Linked DNA regions of Zea mays: region 1 is linked to region 2. The links are chromatin contacts, called in public Hi-C maps. All regions are on one chromosome and are shown on one strand. The core of a region is the stretch at or near the end of the contact, and the rest is flanking DNA. Distances in the headings are between cores, read along the strand shown. Region 1 holds the start of LOC109945996. Region 2 has its middle 48 kb from the start of LOC103655123.

Region 1 (5,366 bases), core at 545-3,044, 350 kb before region 2:
ACAAGCGCAACTCCTTTCCGCATGTGCTAAATAGATAAACCATGGCACTGGCTGTCTAATAAGTCAGTCAGTCGTCAGAACGTAACAATTCTAACGTACGGACGCAGGTTTCAGTTCAGACTGATTGAATTGTTGTTGGATGATGACCCTCCTGTCGCAGTTTGGGCTGGGCTGCTCAATCGGCTTCCTTCCTTCCGTGCCTAACTTTAACGGACAGGTGCGAGTCAAACAATAGTCATGGCGGGAATGTCACTCCGTTGAATACGGTAAGATTGGCAGTAGTGCTGGTTGAGTGTTTTCACACCAAGAAGACTGGATTCTGGAGCAATTTCAAGGAAAAAACCGAGTTCCAGACATATGACTACTAACATGTGAACGTCTGAAATTTAGGGGTGTTTAAATACACTGAAGCTAATAATTAGTTAGCTAAAAAATTACAGGTATAATTAACTGGCTAGCAAATAGCTAGCTACCTATTAACTAATATATTAAAAATAGCTAATAGCTAAATCATTATCTATGGTTTTTGGATATCTCCACCTAATTTTAGTTAATAACTATTAACTACAGTGCATTCAAACGTAGCCTCAGAACAGGGCTATGGATATTCAGACACCAGCTAACTATCAATATGTAGAGAAAAAAACGGGAAACAAAGCGCAGTATCAACATGCACATGAAAACAGAGCGATAGAGGGAAAAAAAAACTTTCTTTTGGCCGACTTGCAACTACTAAAATCAACAGAAAACCCCCTAGCAGAGCGGAAACGTAATCTCCAGTTCTTCCACGCTTCGTCGAAAAAATACAAGAAACCTGGCAGTAGTCTCAAACTGGAGAACAGCCAGGGCACCACGAATTCTAAATGCAAAGCCCTGAGCAGGAAGGAATGCATGGATCGAAGGAATCGCAAGCGCTGAAGCTCACTCACCTGGCGCAGAATTCTCCCCTGCTCCCATGCAAACGCTGAAGCTCCTCTCCTCTGCTCTGCTCTGGGCTCTGCTCTTGTAGCCGACGCAGAGGACGAACGAGCCCCAACCCAAGAGCGCGGTCGTTGCCGCGCGCCGTCGCCCAGCCGCCCAGCTACCACCTTCCTCCTCCTCCTCCTCGGGTCCCTCTCGCCATTCACCTAGTCACGCACGCGTCGTCGTACAGGCACGCATCCGACTCCCGGTCCTCCTCTTCTTCTCTACGAGTCCAACACGCGGCCACCTCTCCGTGTCAAACGCGGGCACCTGCAATGGGCGATGGCTTCCCTTTCCAAGGCATGCCGTGCGCGCTTGCTTGCTTATATACTCGGTGACGACGGTGAGCAGCAAAAGCAGGAGGAGGCGGTCGACGTGGACGCGGACGCGGACGGGAGCAAGCAAGGGAGTCTGAAATCTAATAAAGCGGCGCGCTTTCCTTGTCCATGGAGGAACTGGTAGGATGCGATGCGCTGCACCCGGCGCAGGCACGCACGCACGCTCGCTCGCTCGCTGCTGGCTCGCACCACCAAATCCCCCGAGCCAAGGAACGAATGTTAAAGCAGCAGGCGATCGATGACGACGGATAGAAAGAGAGAGAGAGAGAGAGAGAGAGAGAGTAGGAAAGGGTTTGAGCTGGAATGGAGTCCGTGGAACAGCTATTGTCGATTCAAACCCCATGGATTTGTTTCAGTTTCTCCTCTTGTTTAGTATTCGTTTTATCAGTTACCGTCTTTCTTCTCCTTCCTTTCTGCCGTGCAGCTTCCTTCAACAAAGCCGCGTCCGCGTGTTTGTGTGCGTGGTGGAGGTCGGCAGGAGCCGGGGGCGCCGGAGCAGGGAGATAACGGACAAAGTTGTAGACCGGTGCCGTTTTGCAGAATCGACCTCGGGGTGTCTGGGACGATGCATAAAATTCCTGAACGTGTTTTACAGTATCGCCTGCATAGAAATCGTTCGACCATGGTACACTGAAAAGTCTGAAACCAATATATATGTTCGAAGTACTATGTGGTTTTTTCTGAAAACACAGAGGCTGCGCAGCTTGCTCGAACCTAGAGATGGCCAAACGGGCCGCCCGGCCCGACCCGGCACGGCACGCCAGACACGGTTAGAAAATCGGGCCGGGCCGTCTAAACACGCAGGCTCAATTTCCTGTCCGAGCCCGGCCCGTAGCGCTGGCCCGTTTAGCACGAAAAAGCGGGCCGAAAAGCAGACTATGCGAGCCGGGAAGCACGTTTTAGTGTAAAAAAGCGGGCTTAACGAGCTTAGAGGTAAACGGGTCGTGCAGGGCTCGCGGGCCTCGTGCTTATTGGCCATCTATAGTCGAACCCCACGGACAAAGTTAAACCGCAATATAAGACATGGTGCTGAGTCGGGCGTAAGTCTTCACTGACGTCTATGTCAGTGGTGATGGTGGCGGCGCCCTTGTGGCATCACTCTATCTGTTGGGGCACCATTGGGAGACATCATGTCTCGGGTTCTCGAGGGTGTGAACCCTGTCCATCCTTGGACATGTGACGGCGGCGTCATTGGCGTCGTGCCCTCCTTGGAGACGTCGCATCTGAGGCCCATCTTGGTCAGGTAGTGACGGTGGTTGGTGGGTGGTGTTGCTCGTGCACAGCGGTAGAGGAGTGCCGTTGTGCGGAGATTTCTAAGTCCTTGGCAGAGGAGTGTGAGCCGGGTGATCGACGACCGTGCGTGTGGCTTGAGGGTGATTTCCCATGGTGGAGGAATTCCAGGTGTCGCTCAGGCTTGCACCGGGCTGCAGCTTTTGGCGTGGCACATCGTTGGCGACGACGGCGCAGTTCGTGGTGGCTTCTTTCGCTTCCTCTCCGAGTTTGTGGTGGTGTAGTGTTTTGTTGGGTGTGTTGTTTGCGTGGTGGTGGTGTTCGCTTCGGCGTGTTACTCTGTCGTCGTTGTGCTGAGTTTGGTATGGTGTCGACGTGTTGATGTCCCAATCCAACCGCCTGTTGCCTATCAGCCCATCTTGCGGAGTTGGAGCTGCTTGTCCCTTGTGTCGAGCTCGACAACGATAACTCTATTTAGGTTGTGTGTGTAGGGTTGTTGTTCTCTAGGCTGTTTGTGTGCTCTGTATAGGTTTCGGGCCCGGTTTCCTTAAAACTGGGTCAATTCTATTATTCTTAGGGCCTGTTTGTTTAGTTGGAATTGAATTCCATTTTAATAATTATAATTTAGACAAAACTAATTAAGTTTATATATTTATATATGTAATATATTTGTATATTATCCAAAATCATATGAGAGAGATAGTTATATACTACATTTATGTTATAGAGGCGCAAGTAGAAGAATGTGCTATAAGTTGTACATCGGAAAAATAACATGTAAATCTATAGAATCAATTTCCATCTCTCACCCCATGAATTTGAGGTAGGCTTATATGATAACTTTGGAAAGTGGTGGAATGTCATATTCTAAAAAAATAGCCTACTCCATTAGTAAGATTCCAATTCCTCGAAATGAAAGGAAACAAACGGGGCCTTAAATGAAAGGCACTAGAATCCATACAAATTTCTGAAAAAGAGCGAGGGGCTGCGCGTCAAAGAGAGCCGCAGGCAGAAAGAGGCGCAGGGGAAAAAAACGATTCTGCCGTGTTGCTTTCGGCTTCCACCTTTTTTTCCGCTTCTTTCATCCTTGCGTTCGCAGTAGTGGTGGCGTAGGAAGCTGAAGTTTTCTTGACCTTGGAAAAAAGAAAAGAAAGAAAAAGATCTGGAACGAACAGGCACAACAACTGTCAAATATCTACCGGGTGCCTGTATCAGTATTAGTGCTTAGTGGGAGTGGGGATGCTGAATTAGGTTTAGCTGGACAGCAGAGGTCAAAGCTTAAAAGCCTCCTATATTTGAAGCAACGGCTGAATAGGGGTGACCAACGAAGAACGTCGATCGGTTGGATTCTACGTGGATGGAATAAACTAGTTTTAGGAGTACATTTACTTGGTTACCACTTGACCAAACAGCTGGTGGTTCAGTAGCATTTGATATCCCAGTGTAATAGACCAATTGCAGTAGTTCTACAGTTCTTATTTCCCAAGCCAATAAGTAGCCGACTTTCAATATCCCAACTGAAATAATTTCTGGATTATGTACAAGTCTACAGGTTCAGGTACGTATTAAAGAGCTTCAGTTTCTGTCATACTATTTTTGCCAGATATTGTATGGGTCCGATAAATTAATTCCTAAAGTTGTCTTAAGTCAATCTTCTTAAAAGTTTAACTGATTAGTTAAAAACAAAAATGTTTGTGATACCAAATGAACATAATATAAGAAATAGTGCATAATAGAAATGACTTGGACATTACTAGAGATTCAATGCCAGTAAATGGTCTCCAGCTAGGGATCGACATCGTCGTCACCCTAGTGAGGCGACTGGCTAGATGGCACAACACTTTTAGATCTGAATGGTAAGCCTTTCATGCGAGACCACTCCGGTGACAATCCACCTAAGGCCTTGTTCGTTTGTGTCTGATTGCACCCGGAATCGTTCCAGCTAATCAAAGTTTATATAAATTAGAGAAGCAATCCGGTTAGGAATCGTTCCAACCCATCAATCCGGCACAAACGAACAAGGCCTAAGGGAGCATTCCACTCCGACGCTCATGATCCCTCGGTTCAAGGGAGGTCTTCCTGGTAGGAGTCATGGAGGGTCGTATAGGAAACAACCATATTTAACGAGGATTCGACATCTTTTCAAGGTGAAACCCCAATAGCTAAAGCAGTTCATGTTCCTCGCAATTTAGCAAGGGTGGAATAGAGGCACCAATGAGCAGTAAGGGCAAGATTGCAACAAGTCATCTCATAAGACGTGCATACATGATCTAATGAAACTGTTCGGCACAGGAACCAACGCCTAGACCGCAATCATGACAAGGAGAGAAGACACCAAGCTCAAGCTGAAGATAATGGATGTCAAGGTTAGCTGGTGAGACAAAGGAATCTCTTGTTTTAGATCAATACCGCAACCAAAGAAATTGAGTTCCATACCAATGTATGGTAGCTATCAAAATGGTGATTGATAGACTTCCACTGCCATCTGACAAAGAACTACTATAGGACATTGTAAACAAAGTCATGGCCATATCCATAGTCCTCGGGCTCGTCTTGCAACAAAATTTTGATGTCCAACCAGTGCAACTTCTACATATAGGACAAATCTTCTAAACGCAATACTCAATACTCTGAAGATATGTCGACATATGGATCTTTTAGTATGGGTAATTCGTCCCATCGAAAAATGGAGATTTGCCAACTCCTCATTTTATGTCGCCTTCATGGATTTCAGACCGATTAGGGTATGAAAATTCTTAACCAGCTCTGATACCAATTGAATGACCAGTGAGGCGACCAGAGAGGGGTGAATGGGAGACAATCAAATTTTGTTAC
Region 2 (5,423 bases), core at 2,610-5,109:
ACTAGTAGAAAAAGGCTCAAAGCCTGCGGTGCGGTATATTTTTATAGGCGGATTCGGTTATCAACCGCCTGTGCTATTTTTAGTGGCAGTTTATTAAGAAAACTGCCACTAGAAATCGTATTTCTAGAGGCGGTTCCTTATAAAAACTGTCCGTAGAAGTCTATGATTTCTAGTGGCGGTTTTCTTAAGGAACCGCCACTAGCTAGAAATCATTTTTATCCTTAATTTTTCGAGTTTTTCAAACGACCTCGTATGATAAAACCATCAAAATAAAAGTTGAAGATCTCTAAAAGTTATAAAACTTTGTAGTTGACAACTTTTTTATTTGAAATCATTTCGGCTCTCAAAAATTGTATCTAAATTTGTCAAATTTAAAATTCAAATTTTGCAAACGACCTCGGATGAAAAAAGTGTCAAAATAAAAGTTTTAGAACATAAAAAATTATTCAACTTTGTAGTTGACAACTGTTTTATTTGAATTCGTTTACGGTCTCAAACAAGCAATTTACATTCAGTTGGTTGTAATATGTGGACAACAAAACTACAAACTTGACACAAAGCATGCCATAGCCGGAGTGATAGAGGAGGGTACGCGTGAGGGTGAGGTCAGGGGTTCGATTTCTAGCAACCGCGTAGTACACAAAAAATTCCGCGACCTTCAACTTCGACGGAGACAGACAGTTGGGGGTGGTGGGCCGCGAGGCCTCCGTAACAAAAATATATATATTGCTATTTTTAAAATCCGTTTTATGTTTCCTGGAAACGATTTTCACTGGCGGTTTTATTACGCCGACCGCCAGTGAAAATCGATTTCCGCTGGCGGTTTTATTACGCCGACCGGCAGTGGAAATCGATTTCCACTGGCGGTTCTCAGTTACCCGCCTGTAAAAATGATGATTTCTACTGGCTCCTAGCACTGGCGGTTACGAAAAACGCCACTGTAAATAGGTTTACGACTGCCACTATAGAGGTTATCTGTACTAGTGTTATACACTTCAATAAAAAACTAGATTGTCATGAATATTGGAGTTCGAAAAATAGGCTTTATTTAAGCCTACGGAAAACTAGCTAGCTATGTACCATACATGTGCCTGTTGGCCTAGTCCCCACAAATATTCCAATCATATGCATAAAATGCAGTGCTTACCTTACAATAATTAGCATGTATGGGGGTTTGGGGGGGTTCAGATAGCGACGATTTGCGCAATAATTTCAGTTATAGTAGAGACAGGGTTTGTGAGTAAACTCAACAACGACAAGTCCTTTTTGTTCATTATTGTTTTCACAACCTTGTACATATGTAATTTCCTCAATTTTGTGAAAGCTAGCTTGCTCAAATGGTTTTTTTTTCCTGGTCCGTCTTTCTCACCGGCCGGTTAGCAGCGAACATTTGCCGAGGGCTTTACATGCTTGTTTGCCGGAGCATGCAAGCAAGCGACTGGAAGTCTGAAACGATCCAGACAAATTGTCAGCAGGTTGGTCGCAAGCTTCTCTGGAACACCTCTCTCTCTCTCTCTCTCTCTCTCTCTCTCTCTCTCTCTCTCTCTCTCTCTCTCTCTCTCTCTCTCTCTCTCTCTCTCTCTCTCTCTCTCTCTCTCTCTCTCTCTCTCTCTCTCTCTCTCTCTCTCTCTCTCTCTCTCTCTCTCTCTCTCTCTCTCTCTCTCTCTCTCTCTCTCTCTCTCTCTCTCTCTCTCTCTCTCTCTCTCTCTCTCTCTCTCTCTCTCTCTCTCTCTCTCTCTCTCTCTCTCTCTCTCTCTCTCTCTCTCTCTCTCTCTCTCTCTCTCTCTCTCTCTCTCTCTCTCTCTCTCTCTCTCTCTCTCTCTCTCTCTCTCTCTCTCTCTCTCTCTCTCTCTCTCTTCTCTCTCTCTCTCTCTCTCTCTCTCTCTCTCTCTCTCTCTCTCTCTCTCTCTCTCTCTCTCTCTCTCTCTCTCTCTCTCTCTCTCTCTCTCTCTCTCTCTCTCTCTCTCTCTCTCTCTCTCTCTCTCTCTCTCTCTCTCTCTCTCTCTCTCTCTCTCTCTCTCTCTCTCTCTCTCTCTCTCTCTCTCTCTCTCTCTCTCTCTCTCTCTCTCTCTCTCTCTCTCTCTCTCTCTCTCTCTCTCTCTCTCTCTCTCTCTCTCTCTCTCTCTCTCTCTCTCTCTCTCTCAGCCCCTGCCTGCAAACTGGCCAAACATCCCAACAAGAGGGTGGTCGGTTGCACCACCCCGAAGAAAACAAAACAAAACAAAACCTTCCGTCAATTCCGCTCTGGCAGCGCTTCGTTCGCTCCTGCAAGTCTGTAACCACCGGTCCTACCACTGGCACTGGGCCGTTGTTTCCATCCGCGAGATAAAGCCACAGCTTCAAGCCTCCAACTGCAAGCAGAAGCATTCGTCGTTGCCCTGGAAACCCAAAAACTACGTGCAACGTTAACTGCTGGTGCCCTGAATTAGACTTGGCCGATGTCAGTGAGAGTAGTGACCATTAATTTGCTCTTCTTTGCATTAATTACAGGGCAAAAAGCATGTGCATGCATGGTGCCCGCTTGTGGATCTGGCAATTCCTTGTTAGGGAAAGACCGGTTCCAGGAATCGACAACACAGTAGCTGATCTCCTCATGATCTTGCAGGAAAAATAATTAGTTGTTGGCAAACTGGTGCACTTCAGAGATTTTACTTTTTACCGTAGGGTTTTTTTTTTAATCTTTTCTCACCTACGGCGTACGGGTAACGGCCTTTCTAGTTTCTACCGTCTAGAAAACAAGAGAGAGAGGGAGAGAGGAGATTTTCAGTCAGGTAATTTTGTTTACTCGGCCCATTTGATTGGGACGGCCCACGTCCACATTCTAGTAACCAAGCACATTTGGTTTGGTTCTGCCATTTATTCAGTCAAGAACGACCCATGTTCTTTGAATCAAAATGTGAAAACGTCAGGTACATGGACTTATAGGGTGTTTGGTTTTAGGATTGAGCTAGACTATCATTGTCTCATTTCTCACTTTTTTGAGTTTGGTTTGTCAAATGAAATGAGTTGATTCATCACCACATCATTCCTCATATAGTTAGTTAGTACCGATATTAGAAATGAGATCATCTCACCAAACTTGAGTAATAGATCCATGATACACCACCTCAATTTGGATGGAGTGTTTTCTCAAACCAAACACCCCCTTAGTTTCTATAATGGTTTAGGGTCAAAGTAATTTTTTTAGATTTTGGAAATGACTCAAATAATTGTAAAACAATTGGATTGTTGTCCAAAGTAGTTTGAGTTGTCATTAAAAACGTGTGAAGACTACAAAATAGGGATAAAACAAAGGTTACACTCCAAAATAGGGGCAATAGCACAATTGTTCATTGTAATTTTTATCAAGACTTGACATCGTTCAGTATAACTGACGGAGTAGAATCATACACAATAGTTTTGTTTTGAAAAAAAAAAACAGAGACAGACACGCATGATGTCTGTAGTTATACCCTAAAAAAAGGGCAGTGACGCAATTGTTCCATAAACGAATTGTATTGTTCGTCTTGTCAATCAAATGCACAAGGCTAAACTTACCGGGAAGAGGCAGGATGTGGAGCCCACTTGGCCATGGAGAAGAAAACCTCCAATAGTCAACGTAGCCACCAGTGATTACCTCTTAGAATTGGCCTAGCCGCTAGCGAGTCACTCGGACCTATTTTTAATCTAAATGAATACGTTACGTTGTTCATTGAAGGGTTTTCCTTCTTTGTTTTCCTTTTCAAAAGTGGAGAAATGAATAACAATTGAAAAAACAAAACGAAAGTGAGTGATTGACCCGACTGGGCCACTTCAAGGCTAAATGCGGCCCAGCCCGGCAAGCTCTCTGTCTCCCTCGCGCCTGCACACGTACGGAGGGAGGACAGGGAGACTGAAGCCCCTGGCGGCCGCAGCGTCAACGTCGCCCGCGCTCTAGGCGGCGGTATGTCTGGACGAATGACGCTGTCGTCCTCGTCCGCACCGTGCCGGAAGTCTCCACCACACCATCAAATAGGTGCACCTCGCCTCGTTATCCCATTTGAGGAAGAAGTACCAGTTCTTCTGTCTTGTCTTTGATTTGATCCACCTGATTCCGGCGATTTGCGGAGGTTCGGCAGCTGCTCCACTGAGGTTGGATTAGTCGGTGGTGGCGCTGTGACGCTCCGATCCTTGTGGCGGTGTGCACGGTCACTTGCGTCTGTTGTCGAGTGAGCCGTCGTCGGACGTCAGCTGTGGCGGCGATTGAGAGGTGGTGGGCGCCCTATCACGGGCTGATTGATGGGCAGCGTCTTCGCGCGCGTGACATATGGTTGTGCCTCGTGCGATGTGCCCATCGGGTGGTGGTACCGTCGTGATGTGCTGCTGGTTTTCACCGGCACCGTGCTATAGTTGTGTCAGGTGCTTGTGTGTGGCTTTGTTCCCGTGGTGTTATCAACCGTGATCTGGCTGGGTTCCCTGCTGGTGTTCGTTCGGTTGTTAGTATCATGATGTCTCCTTCCGCTCAGACAGCTGCTCAGGGCCCGTTCCTGATTTTTTAGGGGCCCAGAATAAGATTATAAACAGAGGCCATAATTTATATATTAAGAGCTCTGGGCTTCCAATAATAGAGGAAGCCTAGGATAGTCAACATGGACATTTTGGTTGAACCACACCGAGTCAACAGGTCCTAGTCACGGCGCCGTTACCTCTGTCAGCCAGCCACCTCTCCCACGTTTCCTGTTTCTAAAACCGTAGTCGCGCATTCAACGGAGACAAACCAGCCGCGCAGATTTTCCTTTCGTCGGAGGCGACTCACCAGGCGATTTCCGCGCCTCCAAACCAGCGCAGCGCCAATCCACCGCCGCTCCAATCCAGCGCCCTTCCATTCCACCTTACATCCTTCAATCTCCCAGCATTGGAGCCCGATTCAAGAAGTTCTAGGTAATCCAACATTGAAATACACCGAGTTTGCCGTCGATTTTTTGAAGCCTATCGGTCGATTGAAGTGGATTTGATTGTAACCCTTATTCTCCAGCTAAATGTGTGATTTGTATCCGCTTAGACATCACTATAATCGGGTCATTGCATCGCGCATTGTATCTCTTTTTTGTTTAGGAGCCCCGATATTAGGGCATGTGTATTTATTCTATATTCCCACTATCGCCCGACATTTATATATTTAGACAAAGGCTGTGGATTAGGTATTTACTGATGAGTTAGCAGAGAGTACTCTTATACAACCCAAGTAACACATATATGCTTTTTGTATGTAATATATATGCTTATCTTCAGTACTGTTTATGCACATTCACCTGAGTCATTTGTTTACACATTTGTTTTATTATATATGCATATAGTCAGTACTCTTTATGCACATTTACTTTAATGATTTGTTTTCACATCTATTTTATTATCAAATATGCTTATTTGTATTTGATATATATGCATATCCTCAGTACTGTTTA

What was found. Hi-C and Micro-C count contacts between places; a contact is called where the count stands out from the background.
Region 1: a contact with region 2 is called in a Hi-C map of ear, with 1.9 times the contacts expected there. The contact joins the promoter of LOC109945996 here to the enhancer-like site in region 2. A contact is called at or near these places in 3 of 25 Hi-C or Micro-C datasets (bundle sheath, ear and leaf).

The regions. Positions count from the first base shown.
Region 1 is chr4:15,566,887-15,572,252 of Zm-B73-REFERENCE-NAM-5.0, reverse strand. LOC109945996 reads right to left here and starts at 1,794. Exons shown (of 9, transcript XM_020552472.2): 1 at 930-1,794.
Region 2 is chr4:15,221,022-15,226,444 of Zm-B73-REFERENCE-NAM-5.0, reverse strand. No RefSeq gene overlaps it. Among protein-coding and RNA genes, the nearest start is that of LOC103655123, 48 kb to the right of the region's middle. Within about 2 kb of position 3,859, at least 16 of the 20 cell types and tissues checked have an H3K27ac peak or open chromatin away from gene starts, as enhancers often do. A contact at or near this core is called in ear and leaf, where this site is marked.